Regions from separate parts of the Rattus norvegicus genome. Here region 2 is linked to region 1. Evidence: chromatin contacts called from public Hi-C data. All regions are on one chromosome and are shown on one strand. The core of a region is the stretch at or near the end of the contact, and the rest is flanking DNA. Distances in the headings are between cores, read along the strand shown.

Region 1 (6,766 bases), core at 2,836-5,335:
CACCCATTCATTTTCCATCCCAGAGTCTGGGAGGAACAGTTTTGGGATTATTTCATTTCTGGATTATCCATGAGACATCTCCCCTCCGGTGAGAAGGATCAAGGGTTTGACATTTTAAACCCTAAGCAGCTTCTCCCTTTGCCTGCCTCAGATCTGCAGCCCTGCTGCTTGCAGGGAGATGCATGGAGAATGCAAGGCCATTTTAATCTTGGCTTAGCTTCATTAGGAAGGAAGGAAAAAACACTGCTAAAAAAAAAAGGGGGGGTTGGGGATTTAGCTCAGCGGTAGAGCGCTTGCCTAGCAAGCGCAAGGCCCTGGGTTCGGTCCCCAGCTCCGGAAAAAAGAAAAAAAAAAAAATGCTTGAGCCATTGTCTTTGCCATGCAGACCTGTGAGAGACTCAGTATTAAAGCCAATTTTCTCAAACAGACGGGGAAACAGAGGCCAGGGAAGGGCAAGAGCTTAAAAGACATGTAGCAAGCTAGTGGCCACACAGAGAACTAGTATTCCCCAGAGCCTCTTGGCTCTCAGCAATGGCTCTTTGCTACCCTCAGGCACCAGGGCATCTGGGGTCTGGTAAAGCGGGGGTCATAAGTTTCCACTGACTTTTACTTCATCCAGGACCCTGAGTCACTCTGACCTCAAATGGCCTTTCGAGAGCAGGAATGACAAGCTAGTCCACCAAGAAGCAAGACACCCAGGAGGCTTTGGGGCAGCAAGAGTAATGAGTAAAGGTTTTAGTAAAGCTCTCAGTGACTCCTCTGCCAATGGGCTCATGGGGCCCACTATGTGAGAGGCCTCTTGCCCCAAAGTGGGACTAGCTGTGGCTGGACTCTGAAACAGGATGTTCTTCAAGAAGATAGTTCTTTCAACCCTACTATTCTCTTCACAGTTATTTGGGAACATTTTTCGACTTTTCAACACAGGGTTTTTGTGTAGCCCTGGCTGTCCTGGAACTCTCTCTGTAGACCAGGCTGGACTCCAGAGATTCACCTGCCTCTGCCACCTGAGTGCTGGGATTAAAGGTGTGAGCCACCAATGGCCCGGCTCATTTTCTGCCCTTTATTTTCCTAAAAATCAGACTTCAAACATGAAGGCATAGTACCCAAAAGCAAGTGTTTCTGAACAGGCAACTGGACTCTGGAGAAGCCCTGGCTTGAGGAAAGGGACTGGTTTTCTATCTGGATAGGCCCCATGGGTTGTATTTTCCCAGGGTGTAGATGGCAATGCTTATAGAATCTGGATTTTGCCCCACAGGGGTCTGACTAGCAGGCTGAAGACGTTTTTCTAAAGCATTGAGGGGCTGGGGGTTGGTGGGTGGTATACACCTTTAATTCCATCACTCAGGGGACATAGACAGGTTGAGTATGAAGCCTGCTAGGGCTCTGTAGTGAGACACCTGCCCCCCACAAAAAGCTTTTGAGAATAGGAGGTCAAGAAAGAATCCTATGGTTCATTCTGTAAAGTTCTTGCAAAGTAGCCACAACACAGGAGCCTGTAGAAGCCTGGGCGAACGACTGGCCCACTCCTTTCTTCGTCCAAGCACAAGACAAACGTCCTCCCTCCTAAGAGATAAGTGGTTTTGTGGTGTTTCTTGCCTAGGCCTAGAAAGAATGGGAATGAATGCTCGGTCTGGTCCAATCTCTGGCTCTACCGTTCAGTTTCTAATCTTGAGCCCTTTCTTCTTGATGGTAAAAATCTTATACCCTCCCTCGAATCTTTGTAGCTCTCCTCCTCATCCATCGATAAGCATTCTCACCCTCCCTAACCTCCAGGCTTCTGCCCGCCACACCCACATCCCCAGACTTACCCAGGAACAAAACCTCGTGGTCCAGTCGGCACTTCAGTTGGTACTACAGGGAGGTGACGGTAAATGTGTCCTCAGGGTGAGGTTCCGCCATGGGCCCCAGGAAGCCACTCTTAGGACCCCCACCCAGGCCAGGGTGTGTCTGCGGCATAAAGCCTGGATACCTGTAGGCAGTGTCCTGCAGGGGCAGCAGCGAGTCCCTCGGCACAGGGGACAGAGTTAAGTCACTAAGGAGTGGGCAGCCATAGCCAGCAGTGGCTGCAGCAGGGCCACGGGGTGGACCTGGGGGCCGGGTCATCTCCAATGGCTCCTTGTCGGCCTTGGGCGTGGCTGGTGGGCTAGCCAGGTGAGGGGCACTGAGGCAGACAGCCTCCGTCCTGCCCAGGAAGTCAGCCAGCAGCCCTGAACCCACCTTGCCTTCATAAGGTGGGCTGCGGGCAGCTGAACCTGGTGGGTACCAATAGGCTGTACCCTTGCAACTAGGGGACTCATAGTGAGGCTGGCCTAGCGGTAGGTCCCGGCAGCTCAGGTGGGCCTGGGCTGCATGACTCAGGCTAGCCCCCTGAAGACCATGCTTGAGGGGCTCACAGGCAGTCAGCTTTGAAGGTGGTGGCCGCAACTCTTCCTTGAAGCCTAGTGTCGGTGAACAGGTGGGTGAGTAGGCCTTCTGCAGGCCAGCATCAAACACTGTGGGTGGGTGGGCCAGTGGTGGGAAATGCTTGCTGTCAAGGTCAGGAGCACCCAGGCTGGGAGAGTCACAGTGGAAGCCTTGGCCAAAAGTGCCATCAGAAGGTGTGGATGGATTCATGGAGTAAGGTCCCATGAAGTCACAGGGATCTCGTTCTCCCACACCAAAGGCTCTCGACTGGGAGGGCAGTGGTGACATGCTGCTGTCCCCACTATAGTAGTCCAGGCCAAGGTCTGGGCTGTCCTGGAACAGTGGATTCACTGGTTGTGGCTTGGGGATGAACTTGGCTTTGGCCGCTGTACCACCTCTCTCCTTCTTGGCTGAGCAGGCCCCACTACCCCGGCCACCCCGAGGCTGCCGGGGTCCGGTGCTCCGTTTGGACGGATACCCAGAGGCAGTGGCTGAGGTGGATGTTGAAAAGCCCAAATGTGAGGCCTCAAACAGGTCCACCTTCTTCCGCCGGCCACGGCCAGGCTTTGAGCTACTCTGAAAGAGGACGCTCTGGTTCCAGTTGTAGCCGGGAGCAGATGATGCTTCATTCCAGTCCATCATGAGCTTCTCCAGGCTGGACAGGCTTGACTGGCCCTCACTGCTTGAGGCCTCACTGTTGGCACGCCTAAAACCACCACCAACTGGCTGATTGAACTGGGTGCTGTCAGAGGATGACTCGGAGAAGGTCTCGGACACAGCAGTCTGCTGCTTCACCTTCTGTGGCGTGTAGTTCGAGATGTCCAAGATCACATTGGGTTCACTGACGTGGCAGTCAAAGTTGGGATTGTAGAGCTGACTAAAGGCCTCCGAGGCCCAGTCCAGGCCTCCATACCCCTGCCGGAAAGGCCACTGAGAAGCCCCCACAAACTGCCGACAGTTCTCAGGTGAGGGCTGAAAGGAAGAGGAAGAGGAGGAGGCCGCAGAGGCAGCAGAAGCTGTGGTGCCCTTGGGTACCATGTAGCCACCGGGTGAGACAGTACTGGCTCGACTGTCACAGCGCAAGGGTGTGGGAGCTGACCCAGAGAAGGGGCCCCCCTCAGAGCTGTTGAAGAAGGAGGCCTTGCTGGGCGGTAGACAGGGACCCCCAGTAGGCGGCGGGGCATAGCCAGCACTGTGGGCGCTGCTGGGTGAGGCAGGAAGGCTATTGCCGCTGCCATAGGCAAAGCTGCAGTCCTTACTATTAGCACAGTCCTGGCCTGAAAAGGGCTTTGCTGGGGCAAACACACTTTGTCCTGCCCCATAGCCACCATACTGAGGTGGGTAGGTGTTGGCAGGAGGGTGGGTTGTAGGCGAGCGGGCCACAGCTGAAGGAGGGGGAGCCAGCTTTGGGAAGGTCTCAGCTGCTCGGCAGTCTGAAGTGGCTGGGGTTATCCCATAGCTTGTTGCCCGGCCTGGTGGAAAGGTCTGACGGGAAGGCAGGACAGGCTGGAAGGAGGGGTCTGTCCCAGCTCCACTGTTGCCCACTGCCACTGGGCTACCCTTGGCTCCCCGGCTTGGGAAGGTGGCAAGCCCCCGCTGAGCAGGCAGCGCACTGGAGGGAGGCCCTGCATAGTTGCCCGATGCCTTCCGGGACTCTGGGCGAGAGGCCGATAGGGCAAAGTCCAAGAGGTCAGAGGAGTCATCTGAATCAAGCAGGGACCGAAAATAGCCAGTGAAGAGGTTTTGGCGTTCCTGGCTGAGCTCCGTCTGGCCTGAGGGTGCACCAGCATAGTAGCTGCCACGGCCTGAAGCCCCACTCTCCAGCCCAGTGGAGGCAAAAGCCCTGGCCTCCGTCCCCTGGAAACCACAGTTTCGGCCAGCTTGCCCTCCTGGGTGCCCATGGTGAGGGGCCCAGCCACCACCCTTGTCCCCAGCCCACTCAGCACCGGCCTCCCCAAAGCCTGGGCCACTGGGCACCTGCTCTGGGAACAGAGTCCCATTCTTCCGGGACCGCCTCTTGCGCTTGGGTTTCCCAGTTACAGCATCTACCTCGCCTCGGCCCCTTTTGCGTGGATGCCCCAGCTCAGTGAGACCAGGACCCACAACCCCAGTAGCTGCCACTGCTACCACCTTCTTTTTCTTGCCAATGCCCTCAAAAAAGTCACTAAAGGAACAGCGGGCTGCCTTGGCTGCATGGCCTCCGCCCCTACCTCCAAAGCCTCCTGTCTTGCCTCCACGCCTCCGGAAGCCCTGCACCCGGTGCAGGAATTGAGAGATGCTCTGAGTGTCCGGGGCTTGGTGCACTGACTCAGGCTCACTGGGTGTCCAGCATCGGGGTGGCGAGCATCTCCCAGCACACTGGCTCTGGCGGTTCAAAAAGGCCAGCTTGGCAAGGACATCGGAATACTCAGCCTTACTGTCATTGGCGTCTGCTGCGTAGGACGGCTGCGGGGATGCCAGCTTTTGTTTCCTCCGCCGCCGTTTCTTCACCTCCGGCATGGCCATGGTGGCCGCTGTCACAGCGGCAGCCTCGGCAGCTACCACTGTTGGCTCTTTGGGTTTGCCAGGACCCAGCAGCAGGTTCTTAGGAGGGCGGCCACGCTTTCGCTTGAGAATAATAGGCATCTCACCTGGCGGGAAGACCACCACCACATTCCGGCCATTGTTTTTCATCTTCAGCAATGGGGTGGGCTCCGACGACACCCTCAGGCCCAGCTCCTTGCCCTCCACACTCAGACTGCTGCTCAAGGATGAAACTTTGTACGTGGTCTTGTTCCTCCGCCCTAGTGACACAGGGATCTTTGCCATCTTCACCACCATCCGCCGCACTCCCCTGCACTTGCCTTTGCGGGTGGGGACCATTGGAGTTTGAGAGGACTCTGGCTCCAGTTCAGGAACTGGGCCTGACAGAGCAGGAGGTGGTGGTGGTGGGGGCAGCGGTGGGGGTTCAGCCAGGGCAGCTGCCAGCCCTGTAGGCATGGGAAGAGGCAGCAGACGACCTTCAGGTCCTGAATCCACCTTCCGTCCCCTTCCAGCTTTCCGCCTGCGACACAGGATCTTTGGCCTATCAGTGCGCCTCAAGGCGTACTTGGGGTGGCCCTCAGGCCCAGGGGGACCATGAGGTGAGCACAAGTCCAGGCGTAAGGGCTCAGCCAGTTGGCAGTGTCCCAAGGATTGCTGGGGCTCTAGACGTCGACCAGGGACATCCAACAACTTGGGCAGGGGGTCGAGGGCCTGAGGGTCAAGGAGCTGGGATTCCAAGGAGTCAGGTAGGGTGTCTAGGGCCTGCAGAGTCAAGCTCGGCAGTCCCAGAGGATCCGCAAGAGGCTGCAGGGGTGGTAGTTCCAAACCTTCTCCTAGAGGCTCTAGTGCTTGTGGGTCTAGGAAGCGGGGCTGGGGGTCCAGGAGCTGCGGCTCAGGCTGTGGTGAAGGAGGCTCAAGGGCTTGAGCCTCCAGGAGCTGGGCCTCAGGGCAAGTAAGGGAGGCAAGTTCACTGAGGATGTCAGCGTCTGCCAGCTCAGGGTAGTCAGGCCCATCTGGCTCAGGCTCTGGGGGCAGACCAGTGGCCGTGGCTGTGGCTCCAGGACCATGGCCTTGGCCAGGCTGGGGACTATCCCTGGGCTCGGGCTCAGGTTCATAGAGGGGGTGGTTGGGCCGCTCTGGCTTGGCGTGAGGGGTCGCACGCTCCTCAGGGCTGCGGATGCTATTGGCCAGGCTGGGTGAAGAGAAGAAGCTGTACTGCAGGTCGCCGGGCGGTGGAGCGGGTGGGCGGCTCAGTCGCAGCCCGCCGCAGTCTAGATGCACACCACTGTGCTGCAGGTCCTGGGACAGCCGTGTCAGGTCCTTCATGATGTCAATCAGCTGCACCACCGGATGCAGGTTCACACGCCCGTTGTCCCAGTGACGGAGGGAGTTGTTGTCTGGGGCCGGTGTGGGACAGTGGGCCTGGGAGACAGGCCGGGCTGCCCGAGGGGGTAGCAGGTCGTCTCCCTTGGCAAGGACTGGTGGACGCCGGGAGCTGGGGTCCCGACGTGGGGGTGGGCGTGGGTTCTCGGAGAAGGTATGGGTGGAAAAGGCCTTGTCAGGTGGGCTGGCAGGGGGGCGGGTGGGAAGCAAGGGCCGGGGGGTTGGGGGGCCGCCGGGGTAGTACTTGGGCTCTCGGAGGTAGTCAGGAGAGCTGCACACGGCACTGGAAGTCACAACCAGGCCCTGGGGCTTCACACGCATCCTGACCTTGTCCTCCTCGGGCCGCCGGGCGGGGCCGGGGCTGACATGAGGGTGAGAGAGGCCGGGACCAGAACCTGCCGGGGAAGGAAAGGCAAGAGGTTCTTCACTGAGCATCTATATCCTAATATCGTGCCCC
Region 2 (6,766 bases), core at 1,354-3,853, 110 kb before region 1:
GATATCTGGATACTGTGTATTCTAAGGAGACTCCTGCTGCTGGTTGCCCTTCCCTATCCATTCCCCAGGACTCTGTAGAAAGCGCTGAGGTCTTTTCTACCCACTGTGTCTCTGTGTACAGCTGCTCTTCTACACACAGATAAGGAACTAAACACACTGTACTTCTTGCTCCCTTTTAGAGTAGATCAGTGTCCAATATTGCTGTAAGGAGACCCACTGAGCACAAATGGCCAGCTGTTTTAAAACCACAAGATCTATTGGGAAGCAGAGGCAGCCAGATTTCTAAGTTCAAGGCCAGCCTTGGAGAGAGAGAGAGAGAGAGAGAGAGAGAGAGAGAGAGAGAGAGAGAGAGAGAGAGAGAGAGAGAGAGAATGAGTTCACAGCTAGGCCTACACAGAGAAATCCTGTCTCACATAACAAAAAGACCACGAGGTCTTAGTGGGTATGGCAATGCAAGGACGGAGTGAGCTACTAAGAGCTGTTTGCCACACTCTGTGATCCTGACTAGAATCTTCTACTTGGGTATGGGGAAGCTTCCACTGTTCACACAGTGTGTGCTTAGGGGTACGGGATTATTATTCTTCTAAAATAAAAGAACTGGAAGCCAGGAGGGAAGCATCAGATATTCAAGGCCAGCCTACACTATGTACAGAGGATGTGTCACAAAGAGAACTACACAGAAAACATCTAAAAGGCTGGTCTGAAGATAGCATGGTGTATATACAAGTTCTAGGATGGTCAGGACTACACAGAGAGACCCAATCTTAAAAAAAAAAAAAAAAAAAGGGCAAATCAACCAATCAACTAAAACTTTTTTTTTTTTTTGGTTCTTTTTTTTCGGAGCTGGGGATCGTTCGAACCCATCAACTAAAACTTTTGAAAGACAATTCTACTCCTTGCCTTTCAAAACATCAAGGGTACTTCTAGATCAACCATTAATAGGTCCTTTTAAAAAATGCATTAGATTTATTTTATTTTCATTTAATATATGTATATGTGTGTCTCTGTGCACATATATATGTGGGTACCCATAAAAGCCAGAAGGGGGTGTAAGAGCCCCCGAAGCTAGAGTCACTGACAGTTGTGAGTTGCCTTTTTTATAAGTGCTGGGAACTGAACTTGCCAGAGCAGCAAATGTTCTTGTGTTGAACTCTCTCTGCAGACGCTGACAGTAATAATCTTTATATCAACTTTATATCAACTGCATCTTGCTCTGAGTTAGAGACACCACTGCTTGTTTCTGTTAGGCCAAGTCCAGATAACTGAGAGGAGACACTAATTCTGGCAGTGTATGTCTAAAAAACAAAGTCCAGTTTTCAGAGAGATGAAACATCTCAACGTTATCTGTTAATCCTACCCCGCCATACAGACACTGTATCGTCACGTTCAGTACTGTGAGGTATGTCAACCCTTTCTGTCCCATAACACCATCCCCAAACTCAATCAGACTAAAGCATGACAGCCCCGGGGGCAAGCAAGACTTCATATCCTAGGAACGAAGGGCAGAGACTCTTCTAGATCTCTGAGAAGCTACCAAGCTCCTACTTGAGGCTCTCTGGACAGACCAGTGTCCTTGAACTCATAGAGGCACACACACAGCTTTCCAGTACCCATGTCTGACAGACAGCACCATGTCCAGCTACCTGTAACTACTTTTTACCTGTTCCAAAGACATTTATGGATACAAACAAGATACATATTCCCTTTCTACTTCTGGTCAGCTGGTCTGTCCAGGATGATGACATTACCAAATCACAGAGGGGGACCCTAGGTTGTCTTTCAGCCCGCATCCTTCCTTTCCCACGTCCACCCTCACAGGACAGATTGTTGCAGAGGAAACCATCCAGAGGACGTTCATGATGGCACTCACCCGGAAGGACACCAGTACTCCCCACGCCTTGGATGGCCCCTCTGAGCCTAGAGCAGCCAGTATGAGGCTGGTCCCACTAACTTGCCCAAACATCTGGTAATTTACAGTTTTTCTGAGAGAGAATGTGGCTCTGGGAATCTCTGTGCAGGACTGCCTGCTAACACGCCCTCTTGCTTCTGCACTAACTAAACTCCTTGGATGGAGTCCACCAGAGTAAGCTCTGCAGCGCTGACGGCACAGCAGACTGTCGACATGGGAGAGATGCGGCGCGACTTTCCGAGACGGAGCAAGAGGGAGCTCTGTCCTTGTGAGGTAGGCGGGAAGTTCAATACTCTTCTCTCATCTAAGCATTGTCTTTGGAGATTTTAGACAGTGTGGACTTAGATCAGCGTGCGTCTGTGCGCACGCACACCCCCATACACACCATGCACACGCGTGCGCACGCACGCAGGGAGTATAGTTACCTGTAAGGACTTAGATTGTTAAGAGGAGGAGGAGCGTCACAGCTGTTATAGGTTTCCAAGACTGGTACTGGAAGGGAATTTCTGTCAAAAAGCTTCTGGTCTTGGATGGTAGAGCTTCTGAAGGCCTTACGAGTGTTGATTCCTTGCAGTGACACTGAGAGAAGATGGAAGGCATTAGAAAATGGACGACAGGCTATTTGAGCAAACACTGAGTCACACCGTCGGAGACGCCTCAGCTGCTGCCTTTCTTGGCTGCAGCCGTCTGCAGCCAGGTTTTTTTTTTTCCTTCCCCCTCTGGGGAAACCCCACGAGGCTGTCAGCAGCCCAGCCATTTCATGACTGAACAGATGAAGCAACACAAAGGTTTACTATGTGGCCAGATCTTGCAGGCCTCTCCTTAGGTGAAAGGAATCTTCCAAGTACTTTTATGGTAGCAAAATACCATTGAGGGAAAGGCAACTTGAGAACAAGGGAATTGGGGAATGGAAGAAAAGGGATGTGGTGTGTGGTAAAGGTAAAAAGGTTTCTTTACACCAGCGAGGCTTATGTCGCTTCCAAGTAGACATGTATCAGTCTCTCTGATCTCTCCTCTTGCTTTTTAACAAACCAGGGGCAGGATTCTCAGCCGCTGCTCAGCAGAGCCTGCAGCTCTGGTTCAGCCTCCTTACCTTCTTCTTCCTTGGGATCCAGCTGAGTGACTTTAACTTGTACCCGGTCAACCCGCTCAGCAAGGGAGTTCACTCGGGAGGCAAAGGCACTTGCCTGAGTACAAATCTCTCCGAAAATGTCCTCCGCATACTTACCTAGGAAGAGCAAACAGAGCCCAGTGACTAAAGAGTGTACTGTCCACCAAACACATACACATGCTTGTCTTTGGAGAAAGACAGTCCCCATAGCCTGGTCACTCTGTGCATATATAGTCCATAACTAATAGAACCCTTTTGGCAAATTCTGAACAAACATGAGATTCAAAGCGGGTTGAACAAAATCAAAAGGTGCAATGTCAACAAGTTCGTCCCGGAAGAGCAGACAGTATATGCAAACATTTGTCCTTGGCTCTCAGCCCCTCCTGTTCTGTAAGCACCTTATAAAATGGCTCTGGAGAGCAGACTGGGAGTTAAGAGGGACAACTAGGTGTCCATGCTTAATTACTATACACTAAATTACTTCCTCAGTAGAATTTCAAAAGCCCACTGAAAACCAAGAGGCGGGTATCTCTAAGGGGCCTGAACTTCCCCACCCCGCACAGGGATGCCAAGCTTCTAAGGGTGAAAAGGTCGCCTTACGTTCTCTAACCCACAGCTTTCAAAGCCTTGGCCCTAGGTTACAATCCTTCAAATCTACACCCCAGGGAACGAGCGGAAAGCTGAGGTATTCAAGCCCTCCCTGAAAAACAACATGCCACCGGTCTTTTCCACAAAGTCCCACTTTTTAGAACAAGAAAAGTGTTCTGTACTTTCAACCCTGAATGCAAGGAGAATTTGCAGTCAAAGAAACAGCAGTTTGGCAAGCACTGTCATTCTGAGCCACATAGCACTTTTCTGCTAGGAACCGAGGGGTATGAATGGGTAAATCACCACCTCGGTTGTTTACTCACAAAGTGAAGGCAGACATAAATGACTGCCCGACCTGACGATATTTTGAGACCTATTTAAAGTAAGGTCTCATTCTTTTTTTCTTTAGCTTCTAAGCTTAGTACATATTTGAGGAGGAATAGGCTAACCCAGACTGGAAGGCCAAAACCACACCCTCAGGGTAAACTGCAGTTAACTTTTCCAGTGGAACCCAGAGGACAAGTGCATTGTGAACTACTGGTGCATTTAATAAGTCAGTGGAGTTTCTAATTCTGCATACTGCACGGTCCCACACAGCAACAGTGAAGAGGAATTCCTAACTCAAAGGACTCAAGAGAGGCCAACATGCCTGTTCTGTAGGTAGAAGATGGGTGTTTGATACATTCATGACACGGCAGTGGTCCTGCTCCACCAAGTAACAAAAAACTATATTTGGAGACAAAAGCAAAGAAATATGCAGCGTTGTGCATAGAAAATGGGCCAGCCTTAGAAAGACCCAATGTGGTGGCCCATAACTATAATCTTAGCACTTGGGAGGCCAAGAGGATTGCTGTGTGTTCAAGGCCAGCCTGGCCTACACAGTGAGACACTGTCTCAAAACAAAAACAAAAATTCAACTGCTCTGGAAGAAAAGAAAAAAAATACAAGTTAACCCGTCTCTCAGAGAAGACTCAGATTTTCTGTTCCGTAGTAAAAGGGTGTGTGACAGCACAGCATCAGGTAAAACTCATAAAAGACCTCAATATACAAAATCGGTAACTCTTCTTTTCCTTTTTTTTTTTTTTTTTTTGAGACAGGGTCTTGCTGTGGAGCCCGGGCTGGCCCGGAACTTTCTGTGCAGACAGACCTTTGAGACTGTTGAGTTAGAGAACATAAAGCGACCCCCCCAAGAGAAGTTCTGCACCCCCATGTCAGATGGGAGGTTAGCAATACCTTCATCTTGGTTTGAAATTCTACAGAAGTAATTTCCTGTCCACTGTACTAATCATGGACACCTGGTTGCTCCTCTTCGAGCTGCTCTCCAGAGCCACCTTATGAGGGGTCTTTGAGCACAGAGCTCTGTCTGCTTCTGCCTTCCAAGTACTAGTCTAAAGGCCTGTGTCGGGTTTCCTTCCCTTCCCCTTTTGTTGAGTCAGGGTTCCCTGTGTAGCCCTGGCTGTGCCCTGTAGACCGGGATGGAGTAAAGGGTTGCACCAGCACTGCCCGGTCTCCTCTCCCAGTCTTGAAGAGTGGGTGTGGCAGGGGAGGCTTTCCTGGTCAGGTCAGGCCCAGGGCGGCTCAGAATCACACTGTGGAAAATGTAAAGAGCAGTGGACCTCAAGTCAGAAGACTCAGACTGTTAGAGCTCAGATTTTTATTTCTAGACACTGTCTCGCTATGTTCCCCTGGCTGATTTCAAATTCACTTAGTAGACCAGGCTGGCCTCAAACCTGCCATGATCTCATCCTTTTCCTCCTCAGCACTAAGATGACTTCCACATCACTGTACCCAGCGTATGCTTCAGCTGTTGCTATAATGCCGGAGTGCTTCTTAATTTTATTCCTATCTACGTGTATGTACCTTTCTGTATGTTAGTATGCACATGTGCATGTGGTTGCCCACAGAGGACAGATGGGGGTGCAAGATACCTTGGAACTAGAGTTACAGGAACTATAAGCCACCATGCAGGTGTAGGAAACCAAACTCTAATCCAAGAACTACGAGTGTTGGCTGGGCACTGGTGGCACACACCTTTAATCCAAGCACTTGGGAGGCAAAGGTAGGTGGATGAGTTTAAGGCCAGCCTGGTCTACAGAGTGAGTTCCGGGACAACCAGGGCTACACAGAGAAACCCTGTCATGAGAAAACAAGAATTACAAGTGTCCTACTTTGTTTGCTTTCTTGTTTTTGAAACAGAGCGTCTCCATGTAGCTTTGTTTGGCCTATGCTTGAGGGATTCTGGGATACATGTACCACGGATCTGAGTACAACAGGTACTCTTAAAAGATTTATGAGCACACTGCAGCTGTCCTCAGACTCACCACAAGAGGGCGCCGGATCCCACTACAGATGGTTGTGAGCCACATGGCGGCTCTAGGAATTGAACTCAGGACTTCTGGAAGAGCAGTCAGTGAGCCAGCTCTCCAGCCTGAAGCAAATTCTCTTTAACAGCCAAGCCATCTCTGCCATCCTGTGTTGTTGAGAGAATATGTTGTACACTGTATGACTGCACCACTTGTTAAGGCTATGGCCTATGGTTTAGGCAGGAAGCAGAGATGAGACATCCGGAAAGAAAAAGGATTCTGGGGTACAGCTGAGGTAGGAAGATCCAAGGGGATGGATGCCTGGAACCTGAGCTCAGGTGAGCAGCCGCATGGCAAGATGTAGGTTAAAATAATGAAAAAAGCAGTGGGTTATCTTATGATTCTAGTCAGAGAAGAGCCTAGCTATATGGCCACGGTATTTGTGAATATATTTTGAGCCTGAGTCTTATTTCTGGGAGCATGGGACTGGGTCGTAGAGCTAGGACCTAACTTTTACAGTGTACTTAGGTGGTCACAATTTCTCAGACTTATTCTCCCCTGTAAACTGGGGACTGTGATTATGTCCTCCCTATCACACTACTAGACAGATTAAATAAGCTAGCAATCTGGGTTGTAACAGTAAACTTCTTTCTTACATTGCTCAGCCATGGAGACAATTTTTCAGAGTTCAACTATCTAAGCCAGTGTGGAAGCCTCCCGAAACCCTGAGACGCTTAAAGGTTGACATGGTAGGATCACTTGGGCCCATGATTTCTAGTGAAGCCCAGGAATGGCAGCAAGATTAAATACCCCATATTCTAAGCTTAGAGGAGCCTCCCAAACCCAATTCAGCAA

The links. A called contact is a pair of places that touch in the nucleus more often than the background predicts.
Region 2: a Hi-C map of Schwann cells shows a contact between it and region 1, with 2.7 times the contacts expected there. The contact joins two enhancer-like sites. A contact is called at or near these places in 7 of 12 Hi-C or Micro-C datasets (Schwann cells, kidney, liver and 2 more).

The regions. Positions count from the first base shown.
Region 1 is chr5:150,562,415-150,569,180 of GRCr8, reverse strand. Ahdc1 (AT hook, DNA binding motif, containing 1) reads right to left here. Exons shown (of 6, transcript NM_001134956.1): 5 at 1,809-6,704. The coding sequence starts at 6,630. The coding sequence ends at 1,852. All of the region lies in intron 1 of LOC120102997 (a long non-coding RNA gene), which reads left to right. Among named protein-coding and RNA genes, the nearest start is that of Ahdc1, 53 kb to the right of the region's middle. Within about 2 kb of position 4,085, at least 5 of the 93 cell types and tissues checked have an H3K27ac peak or open chromatin away from gene starts, as enhancers often do.
Region 2 is chr5:150,667,723-150,674,488 of GRCr8, reverse strand. Wasf2 (WASP family member 2) reads right to left here. Exons shown (of 9, transcript NM_001394051.1): 3 at 3,003-3,137; 4 at 2,335-2,488. Among named protein-coding and RNA genes, the nearest start is that of Gpr3, 27 kb to the left of the region's middle. Within about 2 kb of position 2,603, at least 14 of the 93 cell types and tissues checked have an H3K27ac peak or open chromatin away from gene starts, as enhancers often do.